Linked DNA regions of Sus scrofa: region 2 is linked to region 1. A link is a contact called in public Hi-C data. All regions are on one chromosome and are shown on one strand. The core of a region is the stretch at or near the end of the contact, and the rest is flanking DNA. Distances in the headings are between cores, read along the strand shown. Region 1 holds the start of ADAMTS15 (A disintegrin and metalloproteinase with thrombospondin motifs 15). Region 2 has its middle 170 kb from the start of SNX19.

The links. A called contact is a pair of places that touch in the nucleus more often than the background predicts.
Region 2: a Hi-C map of skeletal muscle shows a contact between it and region 1, with 4 times the contacts expected there. The contact joins the enhancer-like site here to the promoter of ADAMTS15 in region 1. A contact is called at or near these places in 7 of 47 Hi-C or Micro-C datasets (heart right ventricle, liver, mesenteric adipose tissue and 3 more) and 1 of 2 datasets of contacts at active chromatin or transcription factors (skeletal muscle).

Annotation. Positions count from the first base shown.
Region 1 is chr9:57,124,186-57,130,923 of Sscrofa11.1, forward strand. ADAMTS15 (A disintegrin and metalloproteinase with thrombospondin motifs 15) reads left to right here and starts at 3,342. Exons shown (of 8, transcript XM_003130081.4): 1 at 3,342-4,626. The coding sequence starts at 3,670.
Region 2 is chr9:57,382,064-57,388,801 of Sscrofa11.1, forward strand. No RefSeq gene overlaps it. Among named protein-coding and RNA genes, the nearest start is that of SNX19, 170 kb to the right of the region's middle. Within about 2 kb of position 3,313, at least 28 of the 83 cell types and tissues checked have an H3K27ac peak or open chromatin away from gene starts, as enhancers often do. A contact at or near this core is called in liver, mesenteric adipose tissue, omental adipose tissue and 1 more, where this site is marked.

The sequences.
Region 1 (6,738 bases), core at 2,092-4,591:
GATGCAATCATCCTGGAGTGTCAAGTAAGCCTTGGTAGGAATAATAATAATAGCTAATAAGAATATGACCAGCAGTTCTAGGTAACATTTGAGAAAGATTTTTTTTTTTTAACCTACCAAACACTCCTGAGCACTTTTTAAAGCATTCACTTCTTTAATCCTTATAATAAGTTTAGGACATGGGTAATATTATTATGCTGATCTTAATAACGAAGAAGCTGAGGCTTGAGAAGGTGCAGTAACTTACCCAAAATTGCACATCAAGGATCAGCTGGAGTCAAGATGAAGATCTGGGTCCCCTGCGCCTGGTTCTTTTTTTTTTTTTTTTTTTTTTTTTTTCTTTTTAGGGCTGCACTGTGGCATATGGAAGTTCCCAAGCTAGGGGTCAAATTGGAGCTGCAGCTGCCAGCCCATGCCCCAGCCACAGTAACGTAGGATCTGAGCCATGTCTGTGACCTACACCACAGCTCATGGCAACACCCTATCCTTAACCCACTGAGTGAGCCCAGGGATCGAAACCACGTCCTCATGGATACTAGTCAGATTCATTTCCGCTGGGCCACAATAAGAACTCCGAGCCTAGGCTCTTAATATCATGCTCGGTTGCCTTTCACAGGCCACAGACAGTTATGCTGTATTTGACCTGGAAGTAATCTTAGATATTATCTAGCCCAGAGATTTCTGATGCAGCCTTCTGACCCAAGACCTCTGACGGAGGGTAATTCCTCTTCTTTTGGCAGATGAGAAAATGAGAGAATCAGATCAGTGATTGGAAAGGAGGGCACACTCAGAGCCCTCCCAGCTTCTACTCAAATCTTCTCTCTGCTCTACCCCAGAATTTCCCCAAGGGCCTCAGTTCCTGCTGAGGAATCCCTGGCAAAGTGACTGGACAGAGCTGCAGCTTCCCGAGGAGAGAGGTGAGTGTTAAATAAGGTGAGACACACAAAGCTCCCCGGAGCCGTACTTTGCACAGAGTAGGAGCGCGAAGGCAGGCGAGTGCCTTTGAAAAAGGTCAAGTGGCCTGCTTCTGTGCTGGGGGGTAGGAACAGTTGGGGTGATTGGGGGAGGGGAAGTGAGGCACACAGGCAGGGAGGTGCTTCTTCTCCTGGGCCTGCCATCGTGAGTGACATGCCCCAGCCCTTACCAAATGCCGCTGTGGATCCCTGTGAAAGTAAAATGTCATTAGAAACCGTGTAACTCCCCATTAAAACTGCTGGGTGTAGGAAAACAATTGCATGCCCTAAATAAGTGACTTATGATTGCCCTTGGTTGTCTGAGTTTCTCTTTAATTATAGGCCCTCTTTAAACACTCAAACACAGAAAGCCTTTGTAAACGTGAATGCTCTCTCTCACAGCCCTCCATATGCACACTTCCCCTTTCATTTAGAGCATAAACACCATTTCTTACTCATTCACATAATGAATTTCAGCCCCATGCCTCTCAGTTGAAGAGGGGCCCCAGGAGAGCCGCGGGCATCTGGGCACTCTTCCTGTTCCAAGGCCCCCGGGGGCTCTCCCAGATAGGATCCTTCATGGGGAGAGGATAATGGGCAGAATGTGCTCTCGAGATGAGATGGATCAGCCCCAGCTTTCTCTTCCCTTCAACAACAGCATTGTTGACTGGAGCAGCCACTTTCTTAAGCAAATTCCAAACTTCTTCCACTACCCCCTTCTTAGGCTTCAAATCATCCCATTCTCTCCCCTCCTGGCCCCTCCTCTTGCCAACTCAACCCAGAGCACTTTGGTTCTGCAAAGATTTTCCAGGTATCAGGAGAGACCAGGAATGCCTTTCTCCCTTTACTTGCCTTCTTCCTTGTCAGAAGAAAGAAGGTGATTTTTTTTGTCTTTTTGCCATTTCTTGGGCTGCTCCCATGGCACATGGAGATTCCCAGGCTAGAGGTCCAATCGGAGCTGTACCGCCAGCCTACGCCAGAACCATGGCAACGCGGGATCCGAGCCGCGTCTGCAGCCTACACCACAGCTCACTGCAATGCCGGATGCTTAACCCACTGAGCAAGGCCAGGGATCGAACCAGCAACCTCATGGTTCCTAGACAGATTCGCTAACCACTGAGCCACAACGGGAACTCCAAGAAGGTGATTTTTATGGAGAGCTAGGGAGGACCTCAAGGTCCAGAGCCTGGAACAGGGCTCTTCAGACCCCCTCAGATGAAATGGGAACCCTTGGCCTGATGGTCTCGTCCCACCTATGCACACCCAGCCTCCCACCCCAGTGTCCTCCATATACTTGGTCAAGGGTCAAATGAAAGAATGTCAGGGAGGAAGGATTTTTTCTGGATGATTACTTTTTTACTGTCCACAGTGCTTCGGCCCCTCCCTGGTGGGAAGACCATCTCTTTCCCCACAGCACCCCAGGCACTGATGGTCAGTGCTGGACACAGTCCCCCCCCCAAGCCCTGAGTGGCACTGTTTGCCCATGTCAGTGGTATAAACATTCCCACAGGACCTGTTCCAAGCTCCTGTCCTGCCGCCCCTGCCCTGGGAGATGGGGAAGGCCACACACTCAATCCTACCATCCACTCCCGCACCTCTGCTCTCCTTCCTGGTGCTGGCCGCTGTCCTGGAGGGCTAGTGGTTCCCAAGGTGTAAGAGCTCAGGTAATTATGCTCAAATAATTAGGAAGTGATGGAGTTTATTACTAAGCATAGGTTATAACTATACATCCATATAATTAAAAATTTTAATAATGACTGTGTTTAATAGCTGACAGGCAAAGTTCTTGAAAATTAACCATTTGCACCAGCCCATCCAGCACACCCTTGCCCCCAGGGCGGACTGTGGGTCTGGGCAGCCGTACCTTCCAGAAGGTCTCTCCATGTGCCCAGCAATGTGCCCTTCTGGCAGCAGGAGCACATTTACAGGGAGTCCTTGGTTCTGGGACTTTTAGGGGACACTGCGATGAGGAAAGAGCAGGGATATTGTAATAGAAGGGATAAGGGGGTTCAATGGCAGTCTTCATTTCCAACTTCTGAGCCCTACTGCCTTGAGCTAAAGGCTGAGGCCCAGGGAGCGGCCAGATGTGGGTCCCGGCTGATGTGTGGGGCATGGGGCGGAGGGGAGGTGCGGAGGAGGCATAGCTTGAAAGCACAACGTGAATCCAGACTCCAGAGCTAGTTTCTCCGGCCAGCCCACGCCTCCCGCCTCAGTTCAACGCCACTCCCTCCCCGCCAAGTGGCTCTCAGCTCTGGAGGCGGGACCGAGTTCTTCGGTGGCCCCAGGAGGCTGCAAGCTTTGGGAGGCTGGGAGGGGAGAGAGGGAGGGCGCTGACTGGGCAGTCCAAAGAGGAGGGGGCCTTTAATAGGCTCGCCGCGCCTGGTTTGCGGCGCTGCGAGTGGCTGCGGTTCGGAGAAGCGGCCCGGCACCTCCCTCTAGTTCTCGGCTGCAAATCTTCGTCTTTGCACTTGACAGCGATTGTACTTAAGCTCCCAGGGCGCGCTTTGCCTGGAAAGGCACAGGTAGGCGGCGCGGGCAGCCCGGTGCGCGCTCACTGCCCTGGGAGGATCCTCCCTCCCTGGGCTCTCCTTTCTGGGAGCTGCGGGCGGCCCCGGGAGTCGGTGGTTCTGGCGTGCGGGCTTCAGGAAGACGGTGCCGGCTGCCGGGGAGCCGAGTCGAGCCCTTCCGAGAGCGCGGCTCTGCGCTGCCCGGCGCCATGCTTCTGCTGGGCATCTTAACGCTGGCTCTCGCCGGGGCACCGGCTGGCGGCTCAGAGCCAGAGCGGGAGGTGGTGGTCCCCATCCGACTGGACCCGGATATCAACGGCCGCCGCTATTACCGGCGGGGTCCCGAGGACTCAGAGGATCAGGGACTCATTTTTCAGATCACAGCATTTCAGGAGGATTTCTACCTACACCTGACGCCAGATGCTCAGTTCCTGGCACCCGCTTTCGCCACAGAGCATCTGGGCGTCCCCCTCCAGGGACTCATCGAGAGCTCCCCGGACTTGCGACGTTGTTTCTACTCTGGAGACGTGAACGCGGAGCCAGACTCTTTTGCTGCTGTGAGCCTGTGCGGGGGGATACGCGGAGCCTTCGGATACCGAGGCGCTGAGTATGTCATTAGCCCGTTGCCCAATGCCAGCGCGCCGACGGCGCAGCGCAACAGTCAGGGCGCACACCTCCTCCAGCGCCGGGCCGCCCCCGGCGGGCCTCCTGGAGATCCTACCTCTCGCTGTGGGGTGGCCTCAGGCTGGAACCCCGCCATTCTGCGGGCCCTGGACGCTTACAAGCCTCCGCGGATAGGCTTAGGGGAAGATCGCAGCCGGCGCAGGTCCGGGCGCGCCAAGCGCTTCGTGTCTATCCCGCGATACGTGGAGACGCTGGTGGTGGCAGACGAGTCCATGGTCAAGTTCCACGGCGCGGACTTGGAGCATTATCTGCTGACGCTGTTGGCCACGGCGGCGCGACTCTACCGCCATCCCAGCATCCTCAACCCCATCAACATCGTCGTGGTCAAGGTGCTGCTTCTTGGAGACCGCGACACAGGGCCCAAGGTCACGGGCAACGCGGCCTTGACGCTGCGCAACTTCTGCGCGTGGCAGAAGAAGCTGAACAAAGTGAGTGACAAGCATCCTGAGTACTGGGACACCGCCATCCTCTTCACCAGGCAGGTGAGTTGATCTGTCACCTCTTTGGACCCAGATAGCCCCCATTCTATTGGGGTCACCGCCCTTAGCTCTCCAAATGCCCTTTGTGCCGCGCAATGTTTAAATTTCGTTGATCTCTTCCGACTGCCACTTTGGATCTTCCGGATGCACGTGGGCGGGCAGAGGAACGCCTGCTCCTTCGGAAGGTGTTGGCCCGGCCCGGCCAATGAACGCCTCCAGGATCAGGCGCGGAGGGGCAGGAACCCAGGAAGTTGCCGCCCCGGAGCCGCAGTTTGTCTCCAAGACAAATAGGAGGCGCTCTGAGGATGGTGTTGGAGAGGTCCGCCCCTACTGCGAGGGGCGTCTAAGTCTTTTCGGATACCTTCTTCGGAGGCTTCCTTTTTCTGCTTATGAAACTGGAAGTTCAGTGCCTGCTTCTTTTCTCATGAGTAACAGTTGTTATCCTGGCCCTGTCCTGTGCTGGGAAACCCGAATTGGGATAGTGGGACTCATCTGGGATTTTTCGTGGGTTGCAGTGAAAGGACACACTCAGTACAGGGAGCATCCCCTTCTTCCTTGACGCTTCTCCTACACCCCTCTGTGCTGGGCTTGTCTCCTCTTTGAGGGGCTTCTGGTCCATTCAGAGCAGGCACGCTATGTTAGTGTACCTGTTTGAAGCTTGGAGTTTCAAGTAGAGCTTCCCTTGGAGTTGAGTTGAAAACATCTCTTTCAATCTTCCCATATCCCTGTTGGCCGAGGGTGATGTATACTACCTGGTGGCAGAGCAGGCAGGGCTGCTCCCGACTTAGACTTGCTGAAACCTCCTGTGACTGCACTTGACCGCAGGCCTCCAGATTCTGCCCCTGGCGGCATGGAAGTGGAGTGAGTTCAGGGGAGAGCATCTGCAGATCCCAGCTGCAGGGCTGGAAAGATGTTGAGTCTTGGGATTAAAAAGACAGATCAGAAAAGCAGCTCTGCCTTTTGCTACAGCCCTATTGAAAGTTTAGATTCGTAGATCTTGGAGTGATTGGGTGCTGTGTTTTTGAGTTCTGAAATTTCTCAGATACAGGAGCTGGGAGGAAAAGGGGCATCTGTGTGTCCTGCTTCTTCTGATTTGGGGGCTGTGGCTTGGGTCTGTGCCAAGCTCTTATTTTGTTAACATCAGAACCACAGCATTCTGGTGATGGCACTGAATCCTTGGGTACCTGTGGCGCCCTGACCCTCCTCTGTATCCAGATGGACTGGTGCACATGGAGCTGGAGCTGCAGTCTTCCACATTAACCCATTTGGCACAGCTGGCCTCTTCCTGGAGCTGAACTTCCTCCTTTCCCAGCCTTCTCCTCCCACCACCTGGCTCCTCTCGGGAGGTCTTTGGCCTGAGTACGTTTCCGTGCATGCTCATTCTTCCAACTGAGGTCTGTAGAGCTGTCACTGCCCCGCCCCTACAAGCACTGCTTGAGTCATGGGGAAGCTACAAAGGAGGTGGCTTCAACCTCTGCACACAGACCAACTCGGCAGTCAGATGGCTGGGAAAAAAAAGCAAAGGCCGAGAACAGGCTCTCTTAATGGGCAAAGCAGCTGCTGCCCCATCTGCCACCTCGGATGGCCTGTGGGGTCACTCCCTGGTCTGAGGTAACAAAACCCAGTCTCTGATGCCTAGGGGCAAGGCTGACTTTTGGAACCAGCCCTAGGAAGAGGAGTCCTGCTGGGAATATGGATGACGCCATCAGAAGGATCTGCCTTTTGAAGAAGCCATCAAACAGCGTGACAGCTTCTGTTTGTCGGTGGAATGTGCTGGGCCCCCAGGGGGCTATCTTGACCATGCACTGTGGGTACCAGATGTATGACCACTTGGGTCGGAAGCGGTGGTTGGTGGGCATAATGTGGCTCTCAGAAGCTGTCTTTCCCTTAGGCGTTGAGAGGGCAAAGCCAGAGAATGGGGAGGCCGCTTGGCAGGCCCATGACCCAGGTATGTGCTTTATGCTGTAGAACAAACATCTCTCCCCCCAACTCCTTGCCAGCACAGACTTCAGGGCCTGCTGCATTCTCAGAGTCTTAGGAATAGCTCATTCCTAAACCCCCTGGAGAAGGTACAGTACAAGATGAGAACACCAGCGTGCAGCTGCTCTTTCCAGA
Region 2 (6,738 bases), core at 2,063-4,562, 260 kb after region 1:
TAGCATGGCACACTGGGGTGGTCAGACTACTGGCATGGTGGCCCAGTGCTCCCAGGGCAGGGTTCTACCTCACAAGGAGACTCAGACTCTGAAGCCATGTAGCATCTCTTCCTTGACATTCTGCTGGTTACAAATGAGGCACCAGCCCACCCAGATTCAAGGGTAGGAGAATTAGATTCCGTCATTTATTGGAGGGTGGCAAGGTTCTAGAAGAGCAAACGAGATGATACTGTTGTATCCATTTTGGGAAATAGAATCTGCCACAGCCCTTTCTAGAGAATCCAGATCTGAGAAATGGATGTTTCCCACTAACTCTCTGTGGACGGTCCCAATCCTGAAACGTGGCATCCAGTTCTGGGAACCTGTTTTAATTGGGGTGCATGAGAAGATGTGAAAGCGCATCCTAACAAAGAGATATCACAAGAACTAGCTTCATTTTTTCCTGGATAAGAGGTGTGATCACTGCCTTGGCACCTCTGAAGGACTGTCACGTGGGAAAAGGAGCCAGTCCAGTCTGGATTGCTCCAGAAGGGTGGATGACTACAGGGTTTTTAAAGAACCACCCCGCCCCGCCCCACCCCCAGTCAAACTTAGAGGCTTCCTTGGCCATTTACCTCTCTCTGTTCTCTATTCTGCATGCAAATTTCTTTTAAATGGTGCCTGTTGATTAAAAATAAAAAGTTTCAAAGCACTAGACTTGATCAAATAAATGAGTGCTATAGTGGCAAAATCAGGTACAGCGCAGGTGTGTCTAAGGTAAAAATAAACTAAGCCTATGCCCCTCACAGAGGGAGTGCCATATCCAAGGGGTACAGGCAGTGTTCGTGTGCTGGAGGGCACCAGAAGCCAAGGATAAATGCAGTGAAATATTTTACTTTTTTTATTTTTTAGTTTTTCTTTAAGCGCTGCACCCATGGCATATGGAGGATCCCAGGATAGGGGTCAAATCGGAGCTGCAGCTGCCAGCCTACACCACAGCCACAGCAACATGAGCTCCCAGTCATATTTTCCACCTACACCACAGCTCACAGCAATGCCAGATCCTTGACCCACTGAGCGAGGCCAGGGATGGAACTTGCATCCTCATGAATGCTAGTCAGATTTGTTTCCACTGAGCCACAACAGGAACTCTAATAGTCACATATTTTAAATTAAAACCTCTAAGAGGACTTCCCAGCTGTGGATAGCTAACCAGGTCTGGTCGCCTTTATTCCCTTGGCATACTGTGTAGAGAAACTTTTGACCTAGTTAAGCACACAAACTGAAGAACAAAGCTCCCTGGGTTCAAATTCCGGCTCTGTCACTTACTCATTAATTATACGGCCTGGGCAACGTAACCTCTCTGCATCTTTGTTTCCTCATCTGTGAAATGGGGGTGATGCCCAGCTGATAGGATGATGAGAAGGATAACATTCGTTCATTTCGTTATAGGGCTCAGAGTGGTGTCTGGCATGTAGCAAATAGCACCTAAGTGTTTATTGAATAAATGATAAGCCTCCTCCATGGGAAGGTAATAAATAGGCACTGGGTCACTGCACAATCACGAGAGGAGGCTGGAAATCATACTTGGTGGTTGTTGTGGTTGTTGTTAAAGGGATAGCTCATGGTGTGGTCCCTAGCCCATTCCCCCAAAAGAAATTCTAAAAAAAAGCTGACTAAAGCCTAGGTCACCATCTGCTGGGTGGTTTATATATATATATATAAACACATATTTATATATATATATAAACACATATTTATATATATATATATACACATATATTTATATATATATATTTATATACATATTTTTATATTTTTATATTTTTTATATTTTTATATTTTATACATATTTTTATATTTTATATTTATATACATATATTTATATATATATTTATATATATAAATATATATATATATTAATATAAATATATATATATATATTTATATATATATATTTATATATATATATATAAACACATATATATATATATATATATATATATATATAAACACATATATATATATATATATATATATATATATAAACACATATTTTTTTTTCCCTTTCCTTTTTAGGGCTGCATCTGTGACATATGGAAGTTCCCAGGCTTGGCACTGAATTGAAGCCACAGCTGCTGGCCTACACCACAGCCACAGCAACACCAGATCCGAGCCAAGTCTGTGACCTACACCACAACTCAAGGCAATGCCAGATCCTTAACCCACTGAGCAAAGCCAGGGATCAAACCCACGTCCTCATGGATACTAGTCTGGTTTGTTACCACCGAGCCATGACAGGAACACTGGCTGGGTGGTTTTTGATGATCTAGAGCAGAGGTCAGCAAACCTTTTCTGCAGAGGGCCGGAGAGTAAATATATTAGGATTTGGGAGTCATGCGGTCTTTGCTGCAGCTATTAAAGTCTTGCCATTGTTGCGTGAAAGCAGCCGTGGACCACACCTATGTGAACCAAAGGAATGGTCAGGTCACTTTTGGCCCACCATCCATGTCCACGGTTTGCTGAATCTAGTCTGTGTCATGGGGGGCTGGAGCAAATGAGGTGAAATCACAGTGGATTTTGATGGTGACAGCTCTAGGAAGCTGGACGGGAGGCAATGCCGCCTCTTTTCCTGGGATAAACCCACTCCTCTCCGACTCTGAGCAGGTCCTCTGTGTGTGGCTGGGACGTTTGGAGCCATGCGTGCACAAAGGGGGGACCCTATTAGGCACGAGAGTGCACAGACCATTCATTCTCCTCACTGTGGCTTTAATTATCGTACTGCAAGGCCTTTGGGAAGAGAGCTGAGGCTTTGTGCTCTTTCAGACCAGCTCCAAACCCCAGAACAATGCTGTCCATTCTGAGCCCTCGCTGACTGTCTTTATTTCTTCACCTGCACTGAGAGCTCCCCAGGCCCATATGGAAACCTAAAAGTTCATGAGAGACTAATTCAGTGAGACTCTTCCAGGGGAAGTTCAAGCCCCGTGGGAGGTGATTACACACTGATGGAATTTTCGAGCACTGCAGGGAAAGATGATCTTTGCCTCTTGGCTGTGGCGCAGTAGTAAGTGGGAGACATTATTTCTAAGAGTGCAGTTCTTCCCGGCACTGATAAGGATGGAATGCAGGCTACCATGGAGATTCAGGTCACTAATTAGTCCCAGAAGCCTCTCTGCCTTGAATCACTGTTATATTAATTATGCATCAAATTAGAATGTTTGCAAAGGCCCAGGGCCAACTGTGCTGCAGAGGCCGGTGACGGCACTGAGCCATCGAGGGGCGGCCCGCCCAGCACACAGCAGGGACCAGCAGCCAAACCCAAGGCCTGAGCACGTGGTGACCCTGCCTGATCTCTGACCCAGCTGCTTGCAGCCTCCAGCCTGCAAGCGCGTTGCTGGCCCAGAGAACACGAAAGCAGGGAGGAGGCGCCCTGGCCACCCCCAGGTCCGCCCTCTGAGCTCTGCTGCAGTCGCACTTCACCAAGGAGAGATACAAAACAGCTATTTGGCTGTTTTCACAGTAACAAGTAGAGGAGACTTCCAGGTGTTTTTGAACGTGGAGATAACATGTCTGGACCATGGTCTGACTTACGGTTTTTATCTCAAGTTTAGAGTTGGGTGGATGTGGCTGTAGCTTTGGTTCAACTATTTTATCTCCTCCTCCTCCTCCTCCTCCTCTTCCTCCACCCTGTCCTCCCTGCTTGTGTTCTCCAGCAGCATAAAACCAAAATATACTAGATGCTTGGTTGTAAAATAAACAGATGATAAATAGCAGTCTCTGTGCCTGTTGGGCTGTAATTCCATCGAGGGCCTGTGTTGAAGTCATAAACCACAAGAAGTGAAGCATGACCCACAAAGAGCCTTCAGGATGAAATTACAGCCCCATAATTCAAAGTGGACTTTGAAAAAATAATTCTCGAAGCCTAGTTTTAATTCAGGGAAAGATCCCCAGCTGTAGTGACATCTTCTGATCAGTTCATCAGTAAGTGAATAATTCCTTTAGGTTCATCTGTGATGTATGTTAATCTTGGGTGAGCATCCTACCTGGTCTCTAGGAGGTAACTAGTGAAACCAGGCTGTGGTGCCCCACACAGAACCCAAGGCAGAGAAGCTGGCATTTTGCAGACAGAAAGTTCTACAGGGGATCATAAGTGAGTGTGCACACCTTGGGACAGTGAGGAAGAAATGGGGGCTTCTGACCATAGGGGCCATCATCTCTTGCCTCTGTATTGCATACTTTCATCTTCCCTCTTCTCACTGTTGTGATATCAGGTAGGGGCTGAGTCTGAGGAACAGACTGACAAAATCTTTGCTCTGTATGTTACCTCTCCTCTAAATGTGCTGGCTATTTCCTAAACCAATTCTGCTTGATCGCCTAATTCACTAAAGCAAGTTGATCTCGTACAACCGAAGAGTTATGAGGGACTCTTTCAGGATGGGTATTTGTGTGACGAAATCAAATATTCACACAGAACAGAGAAAATACACCAAATCCAACAATTCTGCGGGAGGTGGATGTTTAAATGGCAGCTTCTGGTGATCATAAATTAAGCGTTCAAAATCCCCTAGGCATCCACTGTCGCCTAGGTGTTAAATGAAACAACACGTGTGTAAGGGTTGGCAGATGGTAAGGGCTCCATATACAGTCATTTATTGATACAATTTGTACCATAAAAGTCAGAAACTCTTCACATATGCCCTTTTATATAATTACACGCTTTCTTCAACAAGGCTGTTATTTATAACAAAAATCTATAGCTATGAAGAAAAGTAACAGAAAGGAACAATTTAAGGTAATCAGATGAAAATGAACAAAGAATACTAATTTTTTACTAGAGTTATGAGGTAAAAGTTTCATATGAGCTTTGTATTGGATTTTCTCATTCTTTAGTAGTTTCTTAAGGTGGAAATTTAGATAATTGATTGGAGAACTTTCTTTTTCAAATACAAACATTAAAGTTGTAAATGTCCCTCTAGGTACTGCTTTGGCTGCATCCCACATATTTTGATATATTTTCATTTTTGTTTTGGTTCAAACTGTTTTCTAATCTCTCTTAGGATTAAATTTGGACTCATGTGTTATTTATTTTCTAAATGTTTGAGGATTTTCTGGAATTATTTCTGGTGTTGTTTTTTATTCTTAAATATGTTATGATCAGAGAACATACTTTGTATGATTTAAATTCCCTTAAATTTACAGAGACTTGTTTTATGATCCAGAATATGGCCTTTCTTTGTAAATGTTGTATGTGCATTGGAAAAGAATTTGTGTTGTACTGTTTCTGGATAGAGAATTCTTTTATAATAATAATAAAAGTGTCACGTGTATGGCATTTGTTACAGTTCAACATCTGTATACACTACAGAGCGATTACCCCCACAAATTTAGTTATCATCCATCACCACACAGTTGACCTTCTTTACCCATTTTGCCTACCTCCCCCACCTCCTTCCCCTCTGGTAGCCACTGATCTGTTTTTTGTATCTATGAGTTTGTTTTTGTTGTATTTTGTTTGTTGGTTGGTTTTGTTTTGTTTTGTTTTAGATTCCACCTATGAGTGAAATTATATGGTATTTGTCTTTTTCCTTCTGATTCATTTCACTTAACTCAAAGTCCATCCATGTTATCAAAAATAGCAGGATTTCATTCTTTTTTATGGCTAAGTAGTATTCCATTGTGGTACGTGTGTGTATACACACACACACACATACATATATCTCACATCTTTATCCATTTATTCATCAGTGGGCATTTACATTGTTTCCATATCTTGGCTATTGTAAGTGGTGCTATAATAAAATTGGGTGGATATATCTTTGAATTTGTGTTTTCATGTTCTTTAGATAAATACTCATGTTTTAGATAAATTTGTGTTTCATGTTCTTTAGATAAATACCCATAAGTGCAATCACTGGGTCATATAGTAGTTCTATTCTTAATTCTTTGAGGAATCTCCATTCTGTTTTCCATAGTGGCTGTGCCAGTTTGCAGTTCCAACAGTATGTAAGGGTCCCCTTTGCTCCACATCCTTGCCAGCATTTATTATTCCTTGTCTTATCAATAATAGCCATTCTAACAGGAATGAGGTGATATCTCATTGTGGTTTGATTTGCATTTCTCTGGTGATTAATGAACATCTTTTCATGTATCTGTTGGTCCTCTTTGGAAAAATATCTACTCAGACCTTCTGCATATTTTTTAATTGGATTGTTTGGTTTTTTGATATTGAGTTGAATGTGTCATTTATATATTTTGGATACATGATTTTCAAATGTCTTTTCCATTCAGTAGGTTGCCTTTTCATTTTGAAGATTCCTTCACTTTGCAGAAACTTTTTAGTTTTATGTAGTCCCATTTGTTTATTTTTTTATTTATTTATTTTTTTGTCTTTTTGTTGTTGTTGTTGTTGTTGCTGCTATTTCTTGGGCCGCTCCTGCGGCATATGGAGGATCCCAGGCTAGAGGTTGAATCGGAGCTGTAGCCACCGGCCTACACCAGAGCCACAGCAACATGGGATCCGAGCCGTGTCTGCAACCTACACCACAGCTCACGGCAACGCCGGATCGTTAACCCACTGAGCAAGGGCAGGGATCGAACCCGCAACCTCATGGTTCCTAGTCGGATTCGTTAACCACTGCACCACGACGGGAACTCCCATTTGTTTATTTTTGTTTTTGTTTCCCTTGCCTTTGGAGTTAGATCCACCAACAGATAAATGAAAAGATACTTATTAATCACAAAGATTGATGTCAGTGAAGT